Regions from separate parts of the Rattus norvegicus genome. Here region 2 is linked to region 1. The links are chromatin contacts, called in public Hi-C maps. All regions are on one chromosome and are shown on one strand. Each heading gives the region's core, a stretch centred on a gene start, on an enhancer-like site or on the middle of the called end of the contact. The rest is flanking DNA. Distances are from core to core; before and after follow the strand shown.

Region 1 (6,250 bases), core at 941-3,440:
AAGCCACGATAGCGACTCTCATTCATGCTGACAAGGAAGACAGCTAGTTCACGGGCAGAGCTGAAGTCATCTACGTGTATAAAGGCATCTGGTGGCACGAAAGCCTCGTAGGTAGTCCGAGGAGGTCCCAGCACCACAGGCACAGCGCCAGCGGCCAGTGCATTGCGCCAGAACTTCTCGGTGATGTAGTCCCGGTGCTGTGAGTTCTCAAAGGACAGGTAGAAGCGGTACCGGGCCACAGTGGGCAGCAGACAGTTAGGGCACAGGGGCCGTCCACTGGCGCGACCGAACACATCCACCTTCAGATGAGGGGCCAGCTGCCGGTACAGCTTTGCCCGCTGCTGCCGCTCCTGGAAATTGCTGACCACCCAGGCAGCCATCCTGCTTTTGGCTGGTAGTGGGGGCGTAGGCCCAGAGAAGGGCTCTAAGCGACCATAGGGTACAAAGATATCTGAATCACGCCGATAGCTCAGCACCCAGTTGAAGATGCCCCGGAAGTGACGGAGACCATGGGTATTACTGGGTGATTCCATGGTGGCCCAGACCCAAGGCTGTCCGTGCGGCCTCTGGTCCAGGGGCAGGCGAGAGTGCCGGGTCTGCAGCTCACGATGGTGGAAGACCACAGCATCAGCACTGGCTAGCAGACTCCGGTTAGCACTCAGGTGGCAGCTGGCCATGCCATAGCGAGTGCAGGTGTCGCTAGACAGCTCTGGCGACCGGTTGGTGAAAGGCCAGTGCCAGATAAGGATGGTGAGTGTGGGCTGGGGCGCTGGGGCACCCCCAGGAACTGATCGCAGCAGCCAGAAGAGCCAGATTACCATGAGTGTTGTACCTCCAGCCAGACACCCCCAGGCCCGCAGCCTCCAGACGGGGTTGCACCCTGAAGCAGAATGAAAAAGGAGAGGCCCTGTCACCCTAGGCTCGGGGACACCCCAAAATCCCCATCGTCCCTAGCTGGGACTTCTCAAGGCCAGGCACTCACCAATACAATTCATCCAGAGCCTTCTGGAATTAGTCACCCAGGGAAAGGAGGTTTTCAAATCACAGCAGCCTCTCCAACAGAGGCACCCTGAAATCACAGCTACTGCTCAACTCAGCCTGATGCTTTTGTTTCATCGACCAAGGTGAGGAAGCCAGGGACCTTCCCACTTCTGCCCCACCCTACCCTTTCAATCTTTGGCATCAACCACCATCCAACCCCACCCCACCCGCCCCGTTCTCTGCTGAAAGAGGGAATTGAGACAGGAAGAAGACCAAGACAAGGCCCCCTTCCCAACCCTGCTGGTCCCTAGAAATGACCAGCTAGACATATGGAGAAGGAGGAGGAGGAGGGAGGTAGAAGAGGATAAAGAGGAAGAAGAGAGGAAGGAGGAAGAAGATGAGGAGGAAGAGGATGCCTGCTCACCCTCAGGAAAAGCAAAGGCCCTGTGTGAACGCACTGAGCAGAAGTGACCCTCTTCAATAAGTGTCTCCATCCTCTGGCCACCATGCAACCCCAGGGCACCCAAACAGAGCAACTGCACTTCCCCCAGGAGGCCACAGAGGCCCCTGCCTGTAACGATACCCATTTCCTCCAATCCCCCACTGAGCTGGACCTGTTCTCCCAGACCCTCAGACATCTGCCACCTCTAGAAAATGCCTGTTCACAGAATCGTAATCCTCAGAAAAGGGCCCCATCACAGTCGGATGTGGCCTCAGCACATGCCCCATGGACTGTGGGGTGGGGAGCTCTGGAGATGCACATTGTTCCCTGCCTAGACCTGTGAACATACAAACCTTGAACCATAGGCTCAGCCCAAAGGCCAGGCCAGGAAGAGTTGCAGGTTGCCTCCTTCCTGCTATCCCAGGAGGGGGCTTTCCAGTCTGGAAAGGGAAGGAGTCTGTGTGTCCCTGACGTGGACAGGCAGGCTGGTAGGCAGGGGTTGGCTTCCACTCCAGCAACAGAAAGGCTAGTACCAGTCTCAGGTTTGGACTTGTCTGGTTTCTCTCCAGCTGGCTCTGATGGGCTAACCTATAGCTTGTAGCTAAGGTTCTCCTCCACTTTACCAAGCCTCCCACTCTGGGGGTGCAATGACACAGACCAGGGTAGGTAGCCTGCCAGGGTCACCCAGAGCTGGAACCTGTACAAAGCTTTAGCCAAGCTTCCTCCAGCCCCACCAGATCCCCTACTCTGCTGACCAGGACTAGGAGCCTGGCTTGTCCACGTCCCAGAGTTCCAGACCAGGCGTTCTAAAAGGAAAGAACCTCTTGGCCAAGCCTGCCCCAGCATCCTTTTGGGGACTGTCCCTTATACTTCGATCTGTCCTACCCTAGTTCACTCCTGGACCTCCAGGATTCCTGCCCCCCCCATCCCCAGCCATAGTCTCACGTAACGAGGCTGCTGTTGAGACAGGAACCAAGAAACGGACAGCAGTCCCATGGCCAGGGCAGAGGCAAATGCAGGCTGATCGGCACCTTAGAAGTGCCCTACTCCCCTCCACCCCCATGCAGGGCATAACCTCCAGATTGTGGTGGAGAGCTTGCGCAATATGTAAAGGGGAAGGGAGGGTGTGGGTGCCATCAGAAACTAGCTAGCTGGTTTGAGATACAACAGGAGGTGGCCATGGAGTGGGCAGCTGTGCCCTTGCCTCTCTAGTCACTCGGTGCTTAGTAAGACAACCATAGTGACAGCTGCCTTTTTGTCTCTGCCCTGGCATCTTTCTCTGTCTCCTCCCAAGGAGAGACCCCAGGAGAGTACCACTCTGGCTTCAGAGCTCACTTCGCCCGCCCCACCTCTTCTCTGTGTCAGGAACCCAGAAGGCTATGGGGGACCTGCAGGAAGGGGGCCATCCTGCCAGCTTGGGGCCACAGGCTTCTGGCTGCCAGAGCCTGCTGTCCTTCCTGTTTGTGCCGCCAGGCTGGCTGGGGCCTTTGCCCCAGCTCACCCACGCCCACAGGCTGTTCCCTTCCTGGGTGGATTTGAAGAAACCTCCCCCACATCTGCCTCGGAACTGTTATACTGACCACCCCTCACGCCAGCTCCTGTTGGAAGAGGGTCCACAGGGTCTCTTAGGGTGTAGGGGCACCTGATCATGAGAACACACTAGGTGAGGAGAACGCTCAGAAGTTTAGCCCAGAAATGGGTCAGAATAAAAAAGGGTAAAGGAAGAAGGGTGAGAGATCATGAGTCAAAGGGAAAGTCAGGGGCCTCAACATACCACCTTACCTCACCAGGCCTCCTGGCTCACACGGGCACCCAAACACCCAGCTTTACATTATGTTTGGAGGCTCACAGGATCAGGGTCACACATTCTACCCAGCCTAAGAGACCATGTGGGTCCTCCTCCAACACACACACACACACACACACACACACACACACACACACACACACACACACACAAACACACAGGAACCTGGGGCAACCGGATTTTGAGGAAAGCATCTGCTGGCCTGCCACCTCCAAGACAGATGTGTGCCTAGAGTTCCCCCTGGTGGCCATTCTCCAGAGTCACTTGATTCTGCTAAGAAAGGAGCCAACCTGCTTAACAGTAGGGACTTAGAGCTCTAGGAACCCTCAGACTCGGCTTGTCAATGGAGAAGCATAGAGACAGAGCCTTGTAGGATTACAGGTATAAAGGGGACACTCAGGTGAGGGCTCATGCTGCTGAGGCTGGCAACCCTTCCCCATGCTCTCCCGTCAAGCCTCTGGGGAATGAGCCTGTTCTTATACTTGTCCAGGTGCTGTTGTTGGACGAGCCACACATCTGTCAAGAGCTGGTTCTCTAGGGACTCATGGACCACAGCCCAAGTTTCCCATGTCCTTCTCTGCTTTGCACCAAGACACACTCCTCTGAGATGCACAGCTGTTGGGAAGTTGAAGCTGGAGGACCCAGAATCAGGGGCCACACCCTAGTCCCCCAGGCTGGGAGGGGCTGAAGGACATCATCACCTCTAGGAGATGAGGGGGTGAAGCTGGGGGACTTTTATTAATTAATTAATTAATTAATTTATGGGTGTTGTCCCTCCCACCCCCCGTGTGGATACAGGATATTCCACTGAACACAGAGCTCACCAACTGGCTAGACTGGCTAGCCACAGCGTGTTGGGATCCTCTGGACTTGGGGTTACAGACATATACCAACGCCCCTATAATCTTTTTTTTTAAATTACTCGGTTGGTCGGGAGTTAGATGTTTAGAGAGCTGCTCTTCTAGAGGATATGGCTTGATTTCCAGCACCTCTGTGGTAGCTGCAATCATCTGTGACACAGTCCCAGGGGGGTCCAACACATCCTTCCAACCTCTAAAGGCACTGTACATGTGTGGTGGACAGACAGACACACAGGCAAAATATCCAGAAACACAAACTTTTTTTTTAAGTTACTGACATTTGGGGATGGCACAAGGGCTGAGGTTACTAGCAAGAACTCAAGTTCAGGGGTTGGGGATTTAGCTCAGTGGTAGAGCACTTGCCTAGCAAACTCAAGGCCCTGGGTTCAGTCCCCAGCTCCGAAAAAAAGAAAATAAAAAAAAAATAACTCAAGTTCAGTCGCTAACAACTATTTTGAACAGCTTACAACCTTCTGTAACTCCAGCTCTGGTGGATCTGACACCTTCTTCTCACCCCTGTGGACAAACATGCACATACCCACACAGACATGCACATACATCCTAATTTAAAAATAAAAACTTGGGGTTGGGGATTTGGCTCAGTGGTAGAGCGCTTGCCTAGCAAGCACAAGGCCCTAGGTTCGGTCCCCAGCTCCAAAAAAAAGAAAAAGAAAATAAAAATAAAAATAAAAACCTGGGCTGGAGAGATGGCTCGGTAGTTAAGAGCACCCGACTACTCTTCCAAAGGTCCTGAGTTCAATTCCCAGCAACCACATGGTGGCTCACAACCATCTGTAATGAAAGCCGATGCCGTCTTCTGGTGTGCATGAAGACAGCTATAGTGTACTTATATATAATAAATAAATAAATCTTTTTTAAAAAAAACTTTTAAAATTGCATTTATTTGTTTGTTTGTTTTCTGGTATGTATGTACATATGTACTATTCCATGGAGTGTGGTGTGTGTGTACACATGTACTGTTCCATGAACATGTATGGAGGTCAGAAGACAACTTACTGTAGTCACTATCATTGTGGGTTCTGTGGACTGAATTTAGATCATCAGGGTTAGGGTTGGTAAAAAGCACATTTACTTGCTAACCTATCTTATTAGCCAAAATCTTTTAAATTACTTATTATTTATTTGTGTGCATGTATGTCTGTGCTGGCATGGTGCATGTATGGAGGTCAGAGGACAATTTGCACGAATCTGTTCTCTCCTTCTACCATGAGGGGGTCAGGAGTTGACTCAAATAGTCAGTCTCAAGCCATCTTCCTTAAGTCCCACTCACAGCCTTTCATGTGGATGTGGATGCTGTGAACCCCAGTCCTCATGCTTGCATGGCAAACACTTTACAAAATGAGCTGTCTCTCTAGTCCCTCAAGCTAGGAGACCTTGTTTCCTAGAATATTGACAATGCATTCTGTACCACGCTTGGTCTCCCCCAACCCCGAGAAGCTTGCTGGTTTAAGGGCATCTTTCAAATGGATGGGGCTATCCATTCGAAAGGTTTACTGGGGTAGAGATGGCCACTCTTTGGCATCTGTGCTGAGTGGCGTTAGAGGCTCTGCTAAAAGGAGGGTGGTAGCGGTGCACACCTTTAGTTCCAGCCCTCAGGAAGCAGAGGCAGGCGGATCTATGAGTCTGAAAATAGCCTGGTCTACAGGGTGAGTTCCAGGCCAGCCAGAGTTCTGCTAACAAGACAAAGCAGCTGAAACACAGTTCATCCTGCTGGGCCTCCTCTCACAAGAAGCAAGTAGGAGAGCTAGGATGGGAAGGGCCAGGCCTACAGAAAGCTGAGGTGGGCTCAGGCCTCTGGCAAGTTAGCCCAGAGTGAGACTGGCTTCTTGGTAGACCCATCAAGGCTCCAACCCCTCAGGGGGCCCTGGGACAGAGAAAGGACAACAGAACTACAGGCACATGGAAACTAGGCGATATGGCTCTGGGAAAGGCAAAGCTTTGCTCCTTGCCTAAGAGTTGAATTACCAAACCCCCATGGACTCCAAAGTAGACAGCAGAGACCTTAGGAACACACTGAGGATATCCAAAATACTATGAAGCTGACATCTAAAACACACCAGCAGAAAGAGCACTGCAAACACTGTAGGCCTTCCTCTCTAGACAGTCTGAACTCAGGGAAGCCCCCAGCTCTGGCTCCAG
Region 2 (6,250 bases), core at 2,679-5,178, 150 kb before region 1:
GGGTCCGAGGCCTTACCGCACCCTTCAGGTGATGCCGCCTCCTGCCCCTGGACCACTGTTGGCCTCGTGGCACGGTGGCACTGGCACAAGCCCACCCCGGCTGGTTACCGATAGCCGCCACTACTCTCGATCCTGGGACAACATCCTAGCTCCTGGTCCTCGTCGTGAAGACCCTCTAGGACGTGGCCGCAGCTATGAGAACCTCCTGGGACGCGAAGTTCGGGATACGCGGGGTTCATCCCCTGAAGGAAGGCGTCCACCAGTCGTAGTGAATCTGTCCACCTCACCCAGACGCTATGCAGCACTCTCGCTGTCCGAGACGTCGCTGACAGAGAAAGGCCGCACGGGAGAGTGCCTGGGCCGCAACTGGTATGTCACGCCAGAGATTACCATCACAGACAACGACCTTCGCTCAGCAGAGCGCCCGACTGCCAAGGGCTGGGAATTGCCTGGAGGCCGACCACGGCAGCCCGTACCCGTGGTCCCTGAGGGTCCCGCTTCCAGCCGCCAGCGCAGCCTCGAGCAGCTGGACGAGCTCATCACCGACCTGGTCATCGACTCACGATCGCCAGCCCAGGCCCCAGAGCCTACGGCCGAAGGTTTAGGCCGCCAACTACGCCGCCTGCTGGACTCACGGCCTGCGGGCCCTGGAGGAGCCACCGCGCTGGCGCCGTCGCGCTCGCCTCCGGCCTCGGCTGGCAGCACAGAAGAGCCCACCGGCTCGGGGGAGGCAGCCGAGGCCTCCCCAGAGCCCAGCGCAGATGAGGATGACTTGATGACCTGCTCCAACGCGCGCTGCCGGCGGACAGAGACCATGTTCAACGCCTGCCTCTACTTCAAGTCATGCCACAGCTGCTATACCTACTACTGCTCGCGTTTGTGCCGCCGAGAGGACTGGGATGCGCACAAGGCGCGTTGCGTGTACGGCCGCGTGGGCAGCGTGTGCCGCCACGTGTTGCAGTTCTGCCGCGACAGCAGCCCAGTGCATCGCGCCTTCTCGCGCATAGCGCGCGTCGGATTCCTGTCGCGAGGCCGTGGCGTGCTGTTCTTAGGCTTTCCGAGCCCGGGCTCTGCCGACAACTTTCTCCGCTTCGGCCTCGAAGGGCTGCTGCTATCGCCCACCTACCTGTCGCTGCGTGAGCTGGCTACACATGCGGCGCCCCTGGGTAGCTATGCACGAGAGCTGGCGGCCGCCGGGAGGCTCTATGAGCCGGCGGAGTGCTTCCTGCTTAGCGTGTCCGTGGCCGTGGGCCCCGGCGCTGCACCCCCGGGAGCCGCTGCCCGGCCCGCGCCACGCAGTCCTGGGCCCACAGTGCGCAAGTTCGCCAAGGTAGCCCTGGCCGCTGGCAGCCCGACGCGGCCTCCTCCTGCGCGTGGCGGAGAGCCAGACATGGAAACGTTGATCCTGACGCCACCCCCCGGCACTGCGGGCCTGGACGAAGAGGGTGAAGCCGGCCGGCGCGCGCGTGAAGTAGCCTTCATCCATATCCAACGTGAGCTGCGACTGCGCGGCGTCTTTCTCCGCCACGAGTTCCCACGGGTCTACGAGCAGCTCTGTGAGTTTGTGGAGGCTAACCGGCGCTTCACGCCCACAACCATCTATCCCACGGATCGGCGCACAGGCCGCCCCTTCATGTGCATGATCATGGCTGCTTCCGAGCCGCGTGCACTAGATTGGGTAGCCAGTGCCAACCTGCTGGACGACATCATGTGAACCATGAGACCATTAGGCCCAGGCCCCGACCCCGAGCCCTGCCTACTCTACTCAGGCCCTGCCTGATCCATCATGACCGCCCCCAGAGTCCAGACCACCTGGCTCAGCGCCTCCCAACCCCCCTGGGCCTCCCTCAGTCTTCTACAAATTCTCTACCCTGAGCTCCACCCACTCCACACCTCTAACTTTGCCTAGGAGCCCCCACCCCCGTCCCGTTTCCAACCAGCAGCTTCTCTTCCTTTCTGTTCCTAACAGTACCACCCACATTCCACATCCTGGGGTCTACCCAAGCCAGTCAAGGAGTGGGGGCTCCCCAAGGGCCTGGTCCTCGCCCTCGGTGCTCCCCACTGGGAGGTGGGGTGGGACTGAGGACCGCTGGGCTCTGCCTTCTACTACACTCATCCCTTTGGGACAAACTCCCTTGGTGTACATTGTGGGTGCTTGCTATAGCTCTCCAACCCTTCTAGTCCAGACATCCATGTTAACCAAAGCCCAACGTCCTTATTTTAAGCACTTCCCCTCACCCTCCTGTTTGGGTTGTGTCAGGCTCAGAGGCCTACTCTCTGTGCACCCATATGCTGTTGAGGCGATGGGCATGGCCAGCACTGTCCTATCAGTGTTGCCTGACCGTCAATGCTCTCACCTCTGGTCACCGTAGCCTGGGCTCTTGTAGGACAAGTTGGAATACTGGGGAATTTTCAGGTCAAGGCCGAGGCACAATCTACCCAGCCAGATGGAAACCTGAATAGGGGAAGCAGTGTGGGTTTTGAGCAAGCCAGAGTTAAGATCTGGCTGGGTAAGGATTTGAGCTCCCCAACAGCAGCTTACCCAACAAGATGGCCTAAAAAATCCACCTTCCAGAGAAGATGGAAGCTCAGGCCTTAATCTTCCAGGGAGGTGGGAAGTGTGTGCTGATGGATTAGCAGGGGACCCTACAGAGAGCAGCACCTACCATTGAATGACTTGGGCATGAGTAAGGAACAGGGCTGCCCCTAATTACGGACTGAACTAGGAAAGGTGCGGAGTAGTGAGCCACCAAGTGTGAGAATGGTTAGGGAGCCGGTGCTGAGGCCTACCCTGATTCCAATCCTGTGTAAAAAGTGCCACATACTCGCCCTGGCTGTGCTCCAAGCTGAGAGAGAAGCCAAAGCCTGACGAGCTGTGGAGAGGTCTAGGCTTCCCTAAACCCCTTGCCAGACCCCTATAGTCTAAATATACCTGGATCTGAGCCCAGGACTTCGTGGAGGGTGTGACCCAGAGAGGGCTTGAGACCAGTCTCTCCAAGCCCTCTCCAGAAGCCGCAAGCCCCTTAGGAGCTCCGAACTTACAAGTGCGAGAACCTGGGACACACACCTATGCTGTGCGAGGGCGTACACGTGCCAGCTACCCTCTACTGTATGTCCCCGGGACACTCCAGCTCTCTCTCCTTGGCCCCTGTTTTAGCACATGTCCCGATGCCGCTCTTGCAACACTTGCTGCCGTGCTGCCTGTCGCCCTCCCCAGGGGCTCCACATTCCTTCCTGTGGCAGGCTGGTAAGAATGCCCCTGACAAGAAGGGCGAGTGCTTTCGAACCAAGTAAAATAGAACTTGAATGTAGCTGCTGCAAATAAGTGGTGGTGGTGGTGGTGGTGGTGGTGGTGGTGGTGGTGGTGGTGGTGGTGGTGGTGGTGGTGGTGGTGGTGGTGGTGGTCGCCGTCGTCGTCGTAGGCGGGGGGTAGGGGGGAGAGTGTGTTGGGAGCTTTCGGGAGTAGGAGCTTAGCACCCGGGAGTATTGTGGAAGGGGAGGCCTGATGTTGTGAAGGTTCGGGCAGGAGAGTACTTGAATTTAAAGACACCTGAGAGAGATCCTCGGGTTTACGGGTATTGGGGAAGAGAGGATTTCGGATTTATGGTTTACAGATTGAAGCCCTAGGGCCCGGGAGTGGAGCCAGGGTGCGTCCCTGTATTCTCTTTCGCTGCCCACCTACAGCAGCTTGATTTACAGCACCACAGATTAACCTATACCTCGACTCCTTTAATTGGGACTCAAGATGCCAAAGCTGCAAAGAACTGGGTTGCAATTGGCTAGTTCCTCCCTCAGGTTGGAGATACAACTGGCTGAGGCTCTCTGGGCCTCGAGAAGCATTCCCTCACGGGATTGGTCGCGGCTGCCAAGGACCCGCCTCCTTCGCGCACAGGGTTGAGTAAGGGATTGTGGGCCCAGAGACCCAGTGCTTTGGCGAACATGGCGGCGGACCTCGGTCAGATTCCTGATGTGGACATTGATTCAGATGGTATCTTCAAGTACGTGCTGATTCGAGTCCACTTAGCAGAGCCTTCCGGGGATCCGGCGAGGGAGTGCAAGGAAATCGTGCGTGGCTACAAATGGGCTGAATACCACGGTGAGGGCGGGGCCTCTGCCCGGTTGGGGGCGGGGCCTGAACCTAGCAGTGGCTGGGAGCGGGGTTGTGAATGCTAATATATCTTGACTAACACATAGCCAGGCTGGCCTAGAAACGTCGGGGTTTAGGCAGAAAGGAGTGCCATGACCGGAACCTTTTTAATCCCGTCTCTCACTTCGAAGTATCTTACTCCCGTTCGTCTTTGTGCCAGCGGGGGAAGGGCTCATCTCCACTGGGAAAAAGACCACCAAGAGCTGGAGCTTCTGACCCCATATCCAGCCCTAAAGTTCAGTGTGGGGCCAACAAGGGCGACTAGGGCATATCCTGAGGCCACTCTCCCCACCTCAGCGGACATCTATGACAAAGTGTCAGGCGAACTGCAAAAGAATGGCTATGACTGCGAGTGCCTAGGCGGCGGGCGCATCTCCCATCAGAGCCAGGACAGGAAGATACACGTGTATGGCTATTCTATGGTGAGCTTCAGTCCCCGGGTCTCCAGATTGCAAAGCTCACCTTTGTGAGCCTGACCACTCCTCCACACCCCCACCCCGCCATTCAGGCCACCTCTGAGACTATGAAAGTTGGAGCTACAGAACCCTTACTTAAGGGCAATGTGGCTTTTTCTTTCCCCACATTTCCCATATGACTCCAGGGTGTTTGGAAGCCGGCTGCCTTGGGTTGCACCCCCTCCTTGCCCCAGATCCTGATGAGTCTGTGTCCTGGCTCTTCAGGGGCCCTTGGAGCAGCCAGTGCTGGGGTCAGATTCACAGCCCTGACCACCTCCATCTTTCTTCATAAAAGTCCAGCCTGGATCCTCAGGCATCACCTAGAGAGCCTTTCAGTCACCATCATGTTCCCAGTGTGGTTAGGATTTGCTTACTTTCCCCATGGCTACTATTGCTGTAGCTTCTGGGTGGACTCCCAAAGCAAAACCATAGCAGACTGGTGGTCATCTTCTCTCTAGGGTTACGGCCGTGCCCAGCACTCTGTTTCAACTGAGAAGATCAAAGCCAAGTATCCTGATTATGAGGTCACCTGGGCTGATGATGGCTACTGAAGCTCTCCCCACCAGCATCTAAGTCAGGACTCTGCTCTCCCTGTATTCTGTCTTGAGGGGCTGGCCCTGTGTTCTCCTTTTGTACCTTGGGCAACACACCACCTGCCAGGCCTTAGAGGCCAGAGCAATCTGATCCATAGGAATTAAAGTATTGATATGCCTACTAGCCCCTGACTTGTGTCTTGGTTTCTACCTTTGGATTGCCACCGGATATACCTACTCAGCTTCAGGGGGCCCTGGGGACTGGTGGTGCATACTCAGCCCCTTAGGTTCAGATAAGGGGGCCCCCACATTGCTGCCATTTATGGCTTGATTGCTCCTCCATGAAGCTGTTATCCTCAAGGACATCTGGGAGGAGGCTCCAACAGGCCTTGCACAAGAAGTCAGTTCCTGGCCACCCAAGACCTGGGGTGCCCACAAATGCCCCCTTCTGTAGTTTATCCAGGAGTCCCAGCAAGAAAGGATCCTGGCAAGCACCGTCCGCCAGCTGACAGGTTGCATTTTTTTCTCGGGCTAAGCCTGATATCTCTGACTGACCACAGGAAATAGTCCTGCATAGGTCTCATTCGCTTGGGACTTATAACTCAGATGGCTCTTAGTCCCTGGACCATTCACACCCTCTGTAAGTCTCTACTAACCCCATGTCACTGTACAGGACAGTGGGTAGGCACCAGCTTAACCCCTGCTCTAAGAAGTCTCACAAACCGTGTGCCATTAGAGTGGGTCCTAGGGAAAGCCAGGGCTGGGGCATCCCTTATCAAACTCATGCTACCCTCTGTCAGCTCTGCAGATGGCAGCAGACACTGCTGAGAGGCCCTGTATAGGCCAGGAGACAGGTGAGGTGAGACAAGCCCCAAGGTCTCACTACAGTAAGACACAGGCAAAGTCTAGCTCCATGCAACAAGATTTTCAGAACTCTGACATTACTCTTGCCATAGCTGTTGGGTTTTTCCTGGGAAAATGAGTTTGTGGACTCATCAAGACTTTTTCCGATCACCAACCATGCACCACATGATCTCAGAAGTTTTTGTTTTGTTTATTTTTTAAAGGTTTGTTTATTTTTTGCAAATGAACACACTTTAGCTGTCTACGTACAT

Evidence for each region. Hi-C and Micro-C count contacts between places; a contact is called where the count stands out from the background.
Region 2: a contact with region 1 is called in a Hi-C map of mammary epithelial cells, with 2.0 times the contacts expected there. The contact joins the promoter of Phpt1 here to the promoter of Fut7 in region 1. A contact is called at or near these places in 5 of 12 Hi-C or Micro-C datasets (hepatocytes, kidney, liver and 1 more).

Annotation. Positions count from the first base shown.
Region 1 is chr3:28,633,475-28,639,724 of GRCr8, reverse strand. It overlaps Fut7 (fucosyltransferase 7), which reads right to left and starts at 2,190. Exons shown (of 3, transcript NM_199491.2): 1 at 1,777-2,190; 2 at 983-1,069; 3 at 1-880. The coding sequence starts at 1,786.
Region 2 is chr3:28,790,139-28,796,388 of GRCr8, reverse strand. Phpt1 (phosphohistidine phosphatase 1) reads left to right here and starts at 3,928. Exons shown (of 3, transcript NM_001106558.2): 1 at 3,928-4,096; 2 at 4,445-4,569; 3 at 5,061-5,327. The coding sequence starts at 3,940. The coding sequence ends at 5,153. Ajm1 (apical junction component 1 homolog) reads left to right here. Exons shown (of 3, transcript NM_001399247.1): 3 at 1-3,311. The coding sequence ends at 1,714.